3 separate regions of the Mus musculus genome follow, and regions 2 and 3 are each linked to region 1. A link is a contact called in public Hi-C and HiCAR-type data. All regions are on one chromosome and are shown on one strand. The core of a region is the stretch at or near the end of the contact, and the rest is flanking DNA. Distances in the headings are between cores, read along the strand shown.

Region 1 (3,547 bases), core at 713-3,212:
GTCCCTGTGTGTCCAATGTCCGTGTTCCACCTGTGCCTCTTATGTAGCTACTTTCCAAGAATTAACACCTGTGTTCCTGACAGAACAGCATAAAGACTGCTGTGAGTCTTGAGATGAGAGCGAGTGGCTTCCTTCTGAAGAGGGAGAAATGGGGTTCTTGAGTTAAAGTCTGTTGAGTCCCCATGGATTCCAAGGGGGTCCATGGTAGCCCCATTCTTTTCTTCTGGAGCAGTTACACAGCACACCCCCACCTGGTGGTCCTCCAGGCCTATCAGTTTGAGGACTTCTTTTCTGCTAGGGCTCCAAATCAAATGTGGTCACTAGGGTCACTTCATGGTGACCCCAGGAGCCTTTGGAGGAGGGGCTGAGACTTAAATCCTGCTGCTGTCATGGAGGAACTGCTACAGCTAGCTGAAGTCTGGAGAGTGGGAAGATGGCAACCACGTTCTTTGGCTTGGGCTTGCTGTAGGCAAAGTCCTCCTTGTTTTTCATACTAGCTTTTTTATATATAAAATGTTATTATAAAAACTGAAAATAAACAAAAACATCACACACCAAAATGTGTGGGCAAAAAAAAATTAACGGGTAAAAGAATCCAGACATGCTAAATATTCAGTGATGTGCTAACAATTCTCTCTCTTTTCCTCTCTCTTTCTTTTCCTCTTTCTTTCTTTTCCTCTCTTGCTCTCTCTGTCTCTCTCTGTCTCTCTCTGTCTCTCTGTCTCTGTCTCTCTGTCTCTCTGTCTCTCTCTCTCTCTCTCTCTCTCTCTCTCACACACACACACACACAAAGCCCCAATTTGTAACATGCATCAATTTTTGTTGCGCAAATACTCCCACCACTGCTCATGTCAAGCCACCACCAAAGGCTTGATTACCAACTTGAAACATTCCTGGAATATTGCTCTCACCAGCATGGTTCTAGCACACTAGTGGGAATGGCATGCTGTCTTAAACACACTTTAATGCTCATCAGCTCTTTGGAGGCTCCATCACTTCTATGAGCAAGAGACTATACTGAACGTAGCTCTTTTTATGAGAGGAGCCAGAACTTCAGGGAAGGCAGGATAGATCTAAAGTTTCAGACTGGAGTTGTCCTTGCAGAGCCAGGTCTCCCATCTCTAGGACCAGTGCCTTTGACAAGGACCCCATTCCCTGTCCAAGGCACATGTAGCTGTCTTAGCCCTGCAGGGAAACATGGGTTTGCTGGCATCCCACTTGTTTGTACTCGGGAGACCAGTGTGAATGCTCAGAACTGAACCTCCCCAAGTATCTTGACTCTGCTAATTGCCAGCGTGTTAGGGTGTGGGGAACGTGGGGGTGGGAGTTGGAGAGTGTGGGGGTGTACTGTTAAAATGAACGTCCCCAAGTTATTTCCCTAGTGGTTTCCATGAGGTACTTCTAAAGTAAAACCCAGAGACGTGTATTTTTAACATCTAATGTATCTTATTAGACAAGTCTGAGAGAGTCTGCATTAGGGAGAATTTCTGTCAAACCTTCTTGCTCACTTGGGGTAAGAGATGAGAGACAAGACTACAGTCTTTTATTGTCACAGTATGTTTTTTTTCCCCCCTTCTTCTTCTTAAATGATTAAGCCGTTAGAATAAATGAGGCCCCCTCCAGCATGTCATAGGTGGGTGGCTAAGACCTCGAGGCTGTTCCAAAATCCACCATTGGAGGGCACCAAAATGCAGCAAGAACTTCGCCAGCTCTGCCGGGGTGAGAAGTTCACGACTCACCTGGGGGCTCTCCAGGCTCTGTGGGGAGGCAGAGCCGGAAAACCTCCCCACTTAGTTCCTGGAGCCCTGCGAGGACCCCGCATTCTCACCCTGCGAGACTTGTTTAGCCTCTGGTTTCCTCTCTGAGCGATTTGCTCAAGGCCAACCGCGGAGGCGCTGGGTCAGGCTTGGCTTGGCGCGGCTTGGCTGGAGAAGGAACCCTGGCTAGGGCCACCTCCCTTGGAGGTGTTCCCAGTCCCACTCCCTTCTTTGTGTTGCAGCATCTAGTTCTTTCGGCCCTCTCTCCTGTAGAGTACTCAGCCGACCCGAGTGCAGTCAATGTTCGCTCTGGTAAAGCCCTAGGGCTGAAATCCAGCTTTGCAGCTAGCTTGTCAGACAGTGAGGCCCGCGGCTGGAGTTTTCTGACTCAAATTTTCTGTCTAACAGAACTGTTCACAGCTATTGAATGAGATTACATTTGTGAAGTTTTTTGTTTGTTTGTTTGTTTTTTAATACAACTTAAAATCCAAAAGGCAGTTCTTACTGTATCGCCATCATTATTGGGCTAGCCTAAGAGATTCATGATTGTTCTGTGTGACTTTAGGTTTTATGATTGTGATTTTTTCCCCCTCCTGGTTGTCAGGCAGTGCACATTAAATTTATTTATCAGACAAGTGTCGAGAACTTTCTTGTGTGAGCCACTGTTGAAGGGCTGGGGTAGTTGTTGATGTTAAACGGGCACAAGGAACCAAACAGCCTAGAGTCGCTTTGCTGTAAGGCTTAGATACTGAACTTGGCAGTGTGACTTAACAGCTAGGGGCCCCAGGGTGAGGCTCCAGGGCAGTTTATTGTAGGAGATATTGGCTGCACAAGCTGGCTTGGTGGCACATGCCTACAAGGTCAGCATTCAGGGGGTGAAGGTGGAGGCAGGAGGATCACAGACTTGTGTTGGTGGCTTGAGCTAACATAACCCTGGAGCTGTCTCTCCATGGAAGAATGCAAAGGTTAGCACATTCTAAGTGGTAGGTTCCATCCCCAGCCCTGGGGAAATAAAAAGATGGGCAGTGACTTTTGGTTCCATTCATCTATTACCTAATAGCTTTGTGATTCTAGTCACCCCACCCGTGTGTGTGTGTGTGTGTGTACATACGCATACGCCCACTGACATGTGCACATGTAATGGGACAATGTACCTACTTTGCTGGACTGTTTATAAATGATAGCTATATTTGTTTTTGTTGCCTGTGCATTCACACAAATTAGGATAACAGGAAATTATACTTCTAGTGGTGCGCTGCAGGCGTGACCTTCACAGGTGACCTTCCCTAACTTTTGTCAAGAATGGGGGACTGTCTAAATCTCTGGAAGATCAGGGTCTAGCTTGGGACTTGTGACGAGGGACAGCAGGACCTTCAGCACACATGGAGCGCCCTCTGATTCTCGGTCGACGTGGCCGATCGCTCATTAAGGTCTTAATATCATGACTGTCCAGCTGAAGCTATCATTAACCTCAAGTGGGGGGTTCTCGCCGTGACTGCTGGGGGAAAGACGAGCCCGGTCTGAGTGGGAGGGCCTGACTCTAACTCCCTGCCTGGGTTTAATGAGCCCAGAGCTCTGAAGGCAGCTTTTCACCACCTTTTATTTGGTCAGACAGGGGGCTCAATAAATCTTTAGTTCTGTGGACTCCCCTGGTGGAGTTGTTGAAGGAGAAAGCTTTTTGCAAATGACTGGAAAGCCCTTTGCAAATATAAAGTGCTTATTTAGATGCAAACTAAAAATCCAAGGTGCCTGTGACTCATCTGGTACCTATTGTGCTCTCTGCAAAGGCG
Region 2 (3,570 bases), core at 975-3,474, 550 kb after region 1:
AAAGAACAAAAGCAACTGAAGTGGAACAAGCAAACTTATCACGAGTCATGGAGGTTTCTGCAGTATTAAAACTACTACTAAACATGAGCAAGACTCTTATTCAAGGGAACAACAAAGTAGTCTTCTACATTCATTTTTGTGAAATTTTTCTGAATGTGGTAAATGTAGGCAATTATTTGGTAGTTCCTTTCAGTTTTCAAATGTAATTTTAAGTAGTTTGTGGAAAAAATTTATTCAAAACAAACATTTAAAGTGCTAAAACACAAAGGCTAGTTTTCTTAGATATGCACTGGCTTTCATATGTACATGCAATCACACATCCCCGTTCACACGTTCACATATCACAGGGCCTCTTGGAGGAAGACACAGGAAGAAATATTTGCAGGGATCCTTCATATTTGCATCTCTTGATATCTGCGTGTGTATGCTGATGAAATCCTATATTTTGTTGATGACCAGTATTTAATATACACTTTTTAAAATCCCTGCATGGAAAAAATATTAATCCCCATACAAAATCAGGGGTGTAAATTTCTAAGTAATATCCTAAGGAAAGCATCATCCCTTCTGTTAATTAGGCATTCTTGTTTTTTAAAATGTTGAACATCTTAAAGCTAATATGTCAGGATATAATGTTACAGTGAGCAAAGCTACTAGGTCAGTAAGACAACTTAGCCGGGACATGATTTTAAAATAATACTTCCATTTATGTTACTATCCCAGAAGTGAATTTTATTTACAATGATTAAAATATCTCTTTATTAAATTTGATTCAAGTACTAGATAATATAAATATATTTACCATGTAAAATTACATCAATGTAATTTTATATGATAAATATTAAATCATTGTCTCATTTTTATTTTGATAAAATTTCTTGTAGGTGGTATCATTTCATGTTAGGCATTTTATGCTGCTTAATATTATAATTAATAATTCATATTTTTGTCTTTCCCTTCTCATTTCTGACAACTTTTATTTTTAATCGGTGGGCATGTGCCAAATTGGTTTGTTATTTATTTATAATGTAAAATGACAAGGGAATTGAGTATGTGGAATAGAGAAAGAGGTTGTCTTTTAAAAAATAAAACTTTCTCAGTAACGGGGATGTTTCTTGTTTATCCTTATGGACTTGAGTATTTGTGAGAGGTTAGAGCAGATGTCGTTGCCCTTGCATGACAAAACTGTGTTAACTACATTAAATAGAACTGCTATTTCTTTCAATTCATTTTAGCTTTGTGTAGACATCTGGACATATGCATAAAAAAGAAAAAAAAAACCCAAAATTTGTAAAAGATTCCCTGGTCTGATAGATCCTATAGTGCCAATTAAGTAAAAATTCTGACAAAACAGATCTATTTGTATTCTTTCCTAAGCTAAAACATGCAAATTTAGGAACAAACAGAAAAGTCCAAAGATACTGAAAAAATAAAATGTTCTGTCTGTGGTGCTTTATAGAATAGAACATTACGTAATCTCTTTAACTCTGCACATAACAAGGAACCACATATCCTAAAAGCTAGAGCACTGACTGACTGCCAGAAACTTCAGAGAGAGTTTCTAGAACATGGGCTAGCAAATCACTAGTGGGGCTCATTCTAAAGAGGACCCTCAGGCCCCGCTAGGAGCCACTGTCAACGGGGAGTCTGCACTGATGTGTCTGTCCTTCCAGGCTGCATACGCTCCTGGCACAATTAAGTTGAGTACTACACTTTTACAGAAAAACTTGTCTAGCCCACAAGAGCTTTCCATTGTCAAAAAAAAAAAAAAAAAAAAAAAATGCTTTCAACTCATCCTGTGTCAAACATTAGAGAATCCAAGGAATACAAATTTCATCAAATTACATACTTCTCTAAGTATCTCCCATTTCTTTTATTAGTTTAACTATCATGAACTATTACTGGGCCCTTAGACCAGACTCTGGTTAATTTAGATGCCAGCACTTGGAAGAAGAGAACTTAACATAACAAAAATGGCCCTCTATCTCATGAGAAACCTATTATTTACAGTTTAAAATTGTAATACAATATTGAACATTTCCAAAATGTTTCTGACTTTAATTACTTGGATAATTATTGAAATTCAGACTGTTGTAAACTGTCACTGAGTCAGATGTGGGAACTGGTGAAATCCCTGAGTGACAAGTCACTCGGTGTCAGTATGAGTCAGAACACAAGCATTCTGACACATCACTGTGCTTTTCAACCTCGAGCAGACCTCCCCCTCCCTGCCTCTGGGCACACACTCACTTTAAAGGCTCTGTATCCAGGAGGCATTTTATCATGGTTATGTATACAGTGCTCATCTTTCAAAACTGTACTGTGAAAAAAGCTAACTGTGCAATGTGAAAAATCTAAGATTAAACAACTGGTGTGGTTCAGCTAAGAATGGGAAGAGCGATGCTATTGGCCAGTCATCAGAAGCAGTCTTTATGATCTGGTTAGAGGTTGCTTGTTTGTTTTTAATTTATTATTGTGGGATTGTACAAATCCTTTCAAAGCAACATGCTACTCTAGATAGAAGAAAAGAAGAGCTGTGTATCCACGTGTAGACAACGCCATGACTACTACTTGGTATCTGTATTTCACCAATTAAATAAAACAAGAATAGGAAGTCATATCTTTAGTATAGCTTTTATAACATGTTCAGCATATGAAAGAAAATAGAAACTACAGTAATGAGCACAATGGTCTTGAGATGATAAGACTTTTAATAGAGCTTTACCTGGTCAGGGTATTCACAACATGCTCCCTATAGGTAGGACACAAACAAATGAATGCATGCGTACTTTAAACAGTCAAGAAAATGTGTGTTTCCATTTGCAGGGAAGAACATCACTGTGCTTGATAAGCACTTTAATTTTCATGATACAGCACTTCTGAATATGGACAGTGAGTGAGAATTCAGTTTTGCTGAATAGGTCAAGAAGTAGAAAGGTGAGCAGGATGAAGAACATTTGTGTGTGAAGATGCGTGTGACCTAAATTTAACAATATCATCATTCTATGCCCAGATATTTTTGTACAATAAGAATTTTTCCTCATATCTGGAATATACATACATACATACATACATACACACACACACACACACACACACACACACACACACATGTATAGTACATATATTATGACAACCTTTGAGAATTCCTCTAAATACCCCAAATGGACTTCTACAAATGCAGACTTCCACGATTCTATCTATTGGCATCTGAAGGAATGTTTCCATCAGTTCCTTCAGAACATAAGAACTGAGTTCTGTTTAGAATACAATTATTTACATAATCAGCAGTACTATTTTCTCTACTGTTTTGAATAAGATTATGGAAACATAAAGCATTAAATCTGTTCCTAGATAAAAATAATTTTTATCAAGCCCAAATGGTATCTAAAAGGTGAGGACAGGCTGAGATGGACTCCTTGGCTTCCTTCTGTCCAACAATTTCCTGTTTCCCTATTTCCTATGGTTACCACCATGAAACATGTGAAAAACTCAGTAGGGACTCTGTTTCAACTTTTCCTTTCAAAACAGAGTAAAAGCTCAATGGAAAAAAAATGTCCTTCCTATCTC
Region 3 (3,708 bases), core at 1,138-3,637, 580 kb after region 1:
TACTCTTACAGTATATGGCTGAGGAAATTATGCAAGTGTGGTTATGCATATGGACATCCCATCGGTGAGAATATTCTAGACGTTTCAAGTGGGTTCAATCAAGTCAACCTAGAAGCAGACAATTTTTAGGTTTGGAATGTAGCGATTCTAAATTTCTATTCTATAAATGGGAGAAGGGAAGTCCGAGCAATCTCATGGTATTTGAGACACTATTGTTGGCCCTGATATATAAAGACAACATTCAAAGAGCCAAGGATGACCTTGACAAGTCATCATTAAGGAAAGGAGGTGTTTCATCTCAGAGTTACAGGGAACAGTATCAGTTCAGAAGCAGGGTCTTCCTTAAATCCTGCTAGGAACATAACCAGATCAGGCCTTTATTACAACCTTATGAAACCTACAACAAAGAAACTGGTGAAAGCCAAGCTAAACTCCTGGAGAACAGTGAAATAATAGAGTGTTGTAAGCTGCTAAGTTGATCATAATTCCTCTTGGCAACAACAGAAAAATATATAGGTATTTATTTGTACATTTTTCTATTTTATGTGTCTTTTTCTGCTTGTGTTTGTTCACCATGCCACAGTCTGGCACGTCAGAAGGGATCAAACCCCTTAAAACTGTTTTTATAGACAGTCTGAGCTGCCATGTGGGTGCCGGGAATCGAACTGTGTTCTTCTGCAAGAGTAGCCACAGATCTAATGAGTTGAGCAATCTATCTAGCCCCATACCATTTTTTTTATTTCACTTGTTTTTAAATCATATTCCAGAGAAAATGGAGTTCGACTAGGCTTATGGACAGACCATGAGGTTCAGTGTCCTTTACCTGGACTTTATAATTTTGCCTGTTTTTTTTCATAAGCAAAGACACTTTCAGTGCCTTGCTCTATTAGTCATAAGCACTAAATTCAATGTCTCGAAAAAAAATAAACATAATCTGTTGACAGCCCAATATTAACAAAGGCTTGATAAGAGACATTTAAAACCTGCTGAAGGGAAAGGTAATTCTATTAAATATCTGCACATCATACGTAATCATAGTAAACACAGTGTGCTATTATCATTATGAAGCCTGTGTAATAGTCATGTTATCTCATGAAGGCTGTCTTCACACCACCCTTCCTTACATATGATATTTTCCCTGAATTGACGTTCAGAAATACTTTTTTCAAGGAAAACACTAGAATACTGCATTAATAGAATAAGACACTATTGTAAGAAAGGCTGTCGTATCCAAGCACTTGCAGCATGGAAGGTTTGAAATTCCTTATCCTCAGAGATTCACTCAAGTTCAGACCTAAAGTTTTTGAGGTATAGCCACCAGCAACATTCTGAAAGTGGAAGATTTTGAAATCAGCTAGGAATCATTTTCCCAGCAAAGAGTAAAGGCTTCTGTGGGCCGCACATACTTTCCTTTGTAATTGTATCTCAGAAGGGAACAAATGCAAAAGAAGCAGGGTGGAGAGCAAGTGCAACTGGCCAGGGTTCTCAGGGAAATAGGATCAGGGCAGTCAATGCTCTCCCTGCTGGCTAGGAAGTGTCTCTGGTAAGACTGACCAACCCTGGACCTCACATATTTGCCCTCAGCTTCTACAGGGCCACGGGAAGCAGAGTAGTATTGGCATAGGAGGCTGGGGAAAGGCCAGGTGAGCAACAGCACAAACCCATCTGTGCCTCTGGATGGCCTATTCGGCTTACTACAGGTCTCTGCAAACTTCCTAAACTTTGGACTGTTTGTAAACAGATGCCATCATTTTGAGGGGCGGTGAAGCTCATGTGGGGCAAATTAATCGCCATTTGATGCCAGGTCCCAGTTAGTGTTTCTAAAGGGAGAGGATAACAAAGCCCGCCAACTCTCTCTTTAAGGGCTATTCAGATACTAAATAAACCAAGAACATTTTAAAATGCAATCTCACAAAAATCTGCTCTGCTTAACCTTCTCTCCTTCTTTAAAAAATAAGAAAGGCATGATGTTCTTTTTTTGTTAATTAATTCATTTTAGACAATTCCTTAAATTTTCATTTTAATAAATTTTTGTGTGGGTGCATTAATTACTTTCAAAGATGCTTTACAACTGTTACCTATTAAAAGCCTTTGTTAGTGAATAAAAAAAAAAAGAAAGAAAGAAAGAAAAAAAGAAAACCTTCCAGTGTGCCCCCCTCCCGCTCTGAGCAGGTCCTTGCTATCAACTGCTGGAGTATTCTCGCTTTGCACCTAGAGCTATAATTATTTTGCTTTAATTTTACAAAACCTTTTGTTCCATTCCCATGAGCCCACCTGATCCTTATATTACACTCGCTCTATTAAAACACTCATGCAGAACAAAGCATGGCTGTACTGATTCATAAGTAACTTTTCTTTCCTCAGTAAAATGCCACTGGCTAGGGTGTGGGCCACTCTCGGTTGCCAATTTTCATGCACTAGAGATATGTTGTTTCAAAGTCTTGTAGTCTCCTCCACCACCCTTTGCTACATTTTCTTTTTGTGATTTTCAATATATTTTGACTATACATAATTTTACTCTAGGCTAGGGCAATATAAGTGGTATAATGTTGAGAATGCCACATATATGAAAAGATTATAATCATGCTACGATTTTTCTTATTCATATATAGGTTTTTAAAGTCATTTTTTGTGCCTCCTTTAACTTCATTTTCTCTCCTTTCTCCACCCCTTTTCCTTGAGCTCTTGCAACACATGTGGGCTTTTGGCAGAAAAAAAAAATTCAGTGACTCATCCAGAGAATTGTTTGTTTGCTCTGAGGAGCACTCGGAGGACCCTCTGGGCTGCACAAGGAGCCCTTTGATCCTGGAAATGTGATTTCTTCCAGATGTTTTCCCCATAGCCACCTTTCTGCAGTATCCCTCCTCATTCTGTATCGTAAGAATAAATACTCAAAAACAGTTGTAACAGCACCCAGGTTTCCTGAATGCAGTGTGACAGAGACCTGACAGCTATGACTTAGCCATTGTGTTCTCCTCGCCTTCAGCAGCAATGAAAGAAGGTTAAGACTGAGGAACACAGAACTGAGTTTGAGTCTCTTTAGATATCTTCATGATTAAAATGAGAATTATGAGAATCAGGGTCAAGTAACCATGTGAAAAAAAAATCTTCAGAGCATTGATCAAGGAGCTAGCTTTATCTAATTCTGAAAGTCTTAAAGTCATGCCCTGTGCTTAACTGGTTCAGTTTTAAAAATAACAAGGTGCAAACATCAAAGTCAGTCCCCCCCCTCCTGTCAGCCTCCCCTTCCCCATTAGGTTTTCCCACCTATCTCTTCACCTGACCTACAGGAACAGTGAAAGATGCTAGTTAGGCTAGTTAGGGTTAGGGGTGGATGCACAGGCAAAGATGATGAGGTAGTTGGAAGATTCTTATTCCAAAACATGTAAACCTTGATGCTAACATTTGAACATTTCTATTCCAAAATGCATAAACCTTAATCCTTGGATCTATAAATACCATTTTGTATGGTTAAAAAATAAGAGACTGAGGATTTTTTCCTTGGAGATGTTTTCCTGAATTTTCTAGATGGGCACTAAATGCAACCACATAAATCCCATGCATTCTTAACAGAAGGAGGTTGCCTATAGATAGAAGAGGGCAAGTCAGTGTGACCGTGAAACCAGATATTGTCCCATGGGTGATGCGGTCATAACCAAGGAATATTTCAGTCAGCAGAACTAGGAAATATTATCTCCTATGGTTTCC

The links. A called contact is a pair of places that touch in the nucleus more often than the background predicts. HiCAR-type assays count read pairs that join an accessible place to other places.
Region 2: a HiCAR-type map of astrocytes shows a contact between it and region 1, with 3 times the contacts expected there. The contact joins two enhancer-like sites. A contact is called at or near these places in 1 of 39 promoter capture datasets (cranial neural crest), 2 of 484 Hi-C or Micro-C datasets (muscle stem cells and trophoblast stem cells), 2 of 115 datasets of contacts at active chromatin or transcription factors (astrocytes and fibro-adipogenic progenitors) and 1 of 9 other capture datasets (embryonic stem cells).
Region 3: a contact with region 1 is called in a Hi-C map of uterus, with 2.6 times the contacts expected there. The contact joins two enhancer-like sites. A contact is called at or near these places in 1 of 484 Hi-C or Micro-C datasets (uterus) and 1 of 9 other capture datasets (embryonic stem cells).

The regions. Positions count from the first base shown.
Region 1 is chr16:43,800,361-43,803,907 of GRCm38.p6, reverse strand. All of the region lies in intron 2 of Drd3 (dopamine receptor D3), which reads right to left. Among named protein-coding and RNA genes, the nearest start is that of Gm26074, 32 kb to the left of the region's middle. Within about 2 kb of position 1,962, at least 150 of the 459 cell types and tissues checked have an H3K27ac peak or open chromatin away from gene starts, as enhancers often do. A contact at or near this core is called in astrocytes, fibro-adipogenic progenitors, muscle stem cells and 1 more, where this site is marked.
Region 2 is chr16:43,251,890-43,255,459 of GRCm38.p6, reverse strand. All of the region lies in intron 3 of Zbtb20 (zinc finger and BTB domain containing 20), which reads right to left. Among named protein-coding and RNA genes, the nearest start is that of Gm9968, 110 kb to the left of the region's middle. Within about 2 kb of position 2,224, at least 63 of the 459 cell types and tissues checked have an H3K27ac peak or open chromatin away from gene starts, as enhancers often do. A contact at or near this core is called in astrocytes, fibro-adipogenic progenitors and muscle stem cells, where this site is marked.
Region 3 is chr16:43,220,585-43,224,292 of GRCm38.p6, reverse strand. All of the region lies in intron 2 of Zbtb20 (zinc finger and BTB domain containing 20), which reads right to left. Among named protein-coding and RNA genes, the nearest start is that of Gm25873, 96 kb to the right of the region's middle. Within about 2 kb of position 2,387, at least 41 of the 459 cell types and tissues checked have an H3K27ac peak or open chromatin away from gene starts, as enhancers often do. A contact at or near this core is called in uterus, where this site is marked.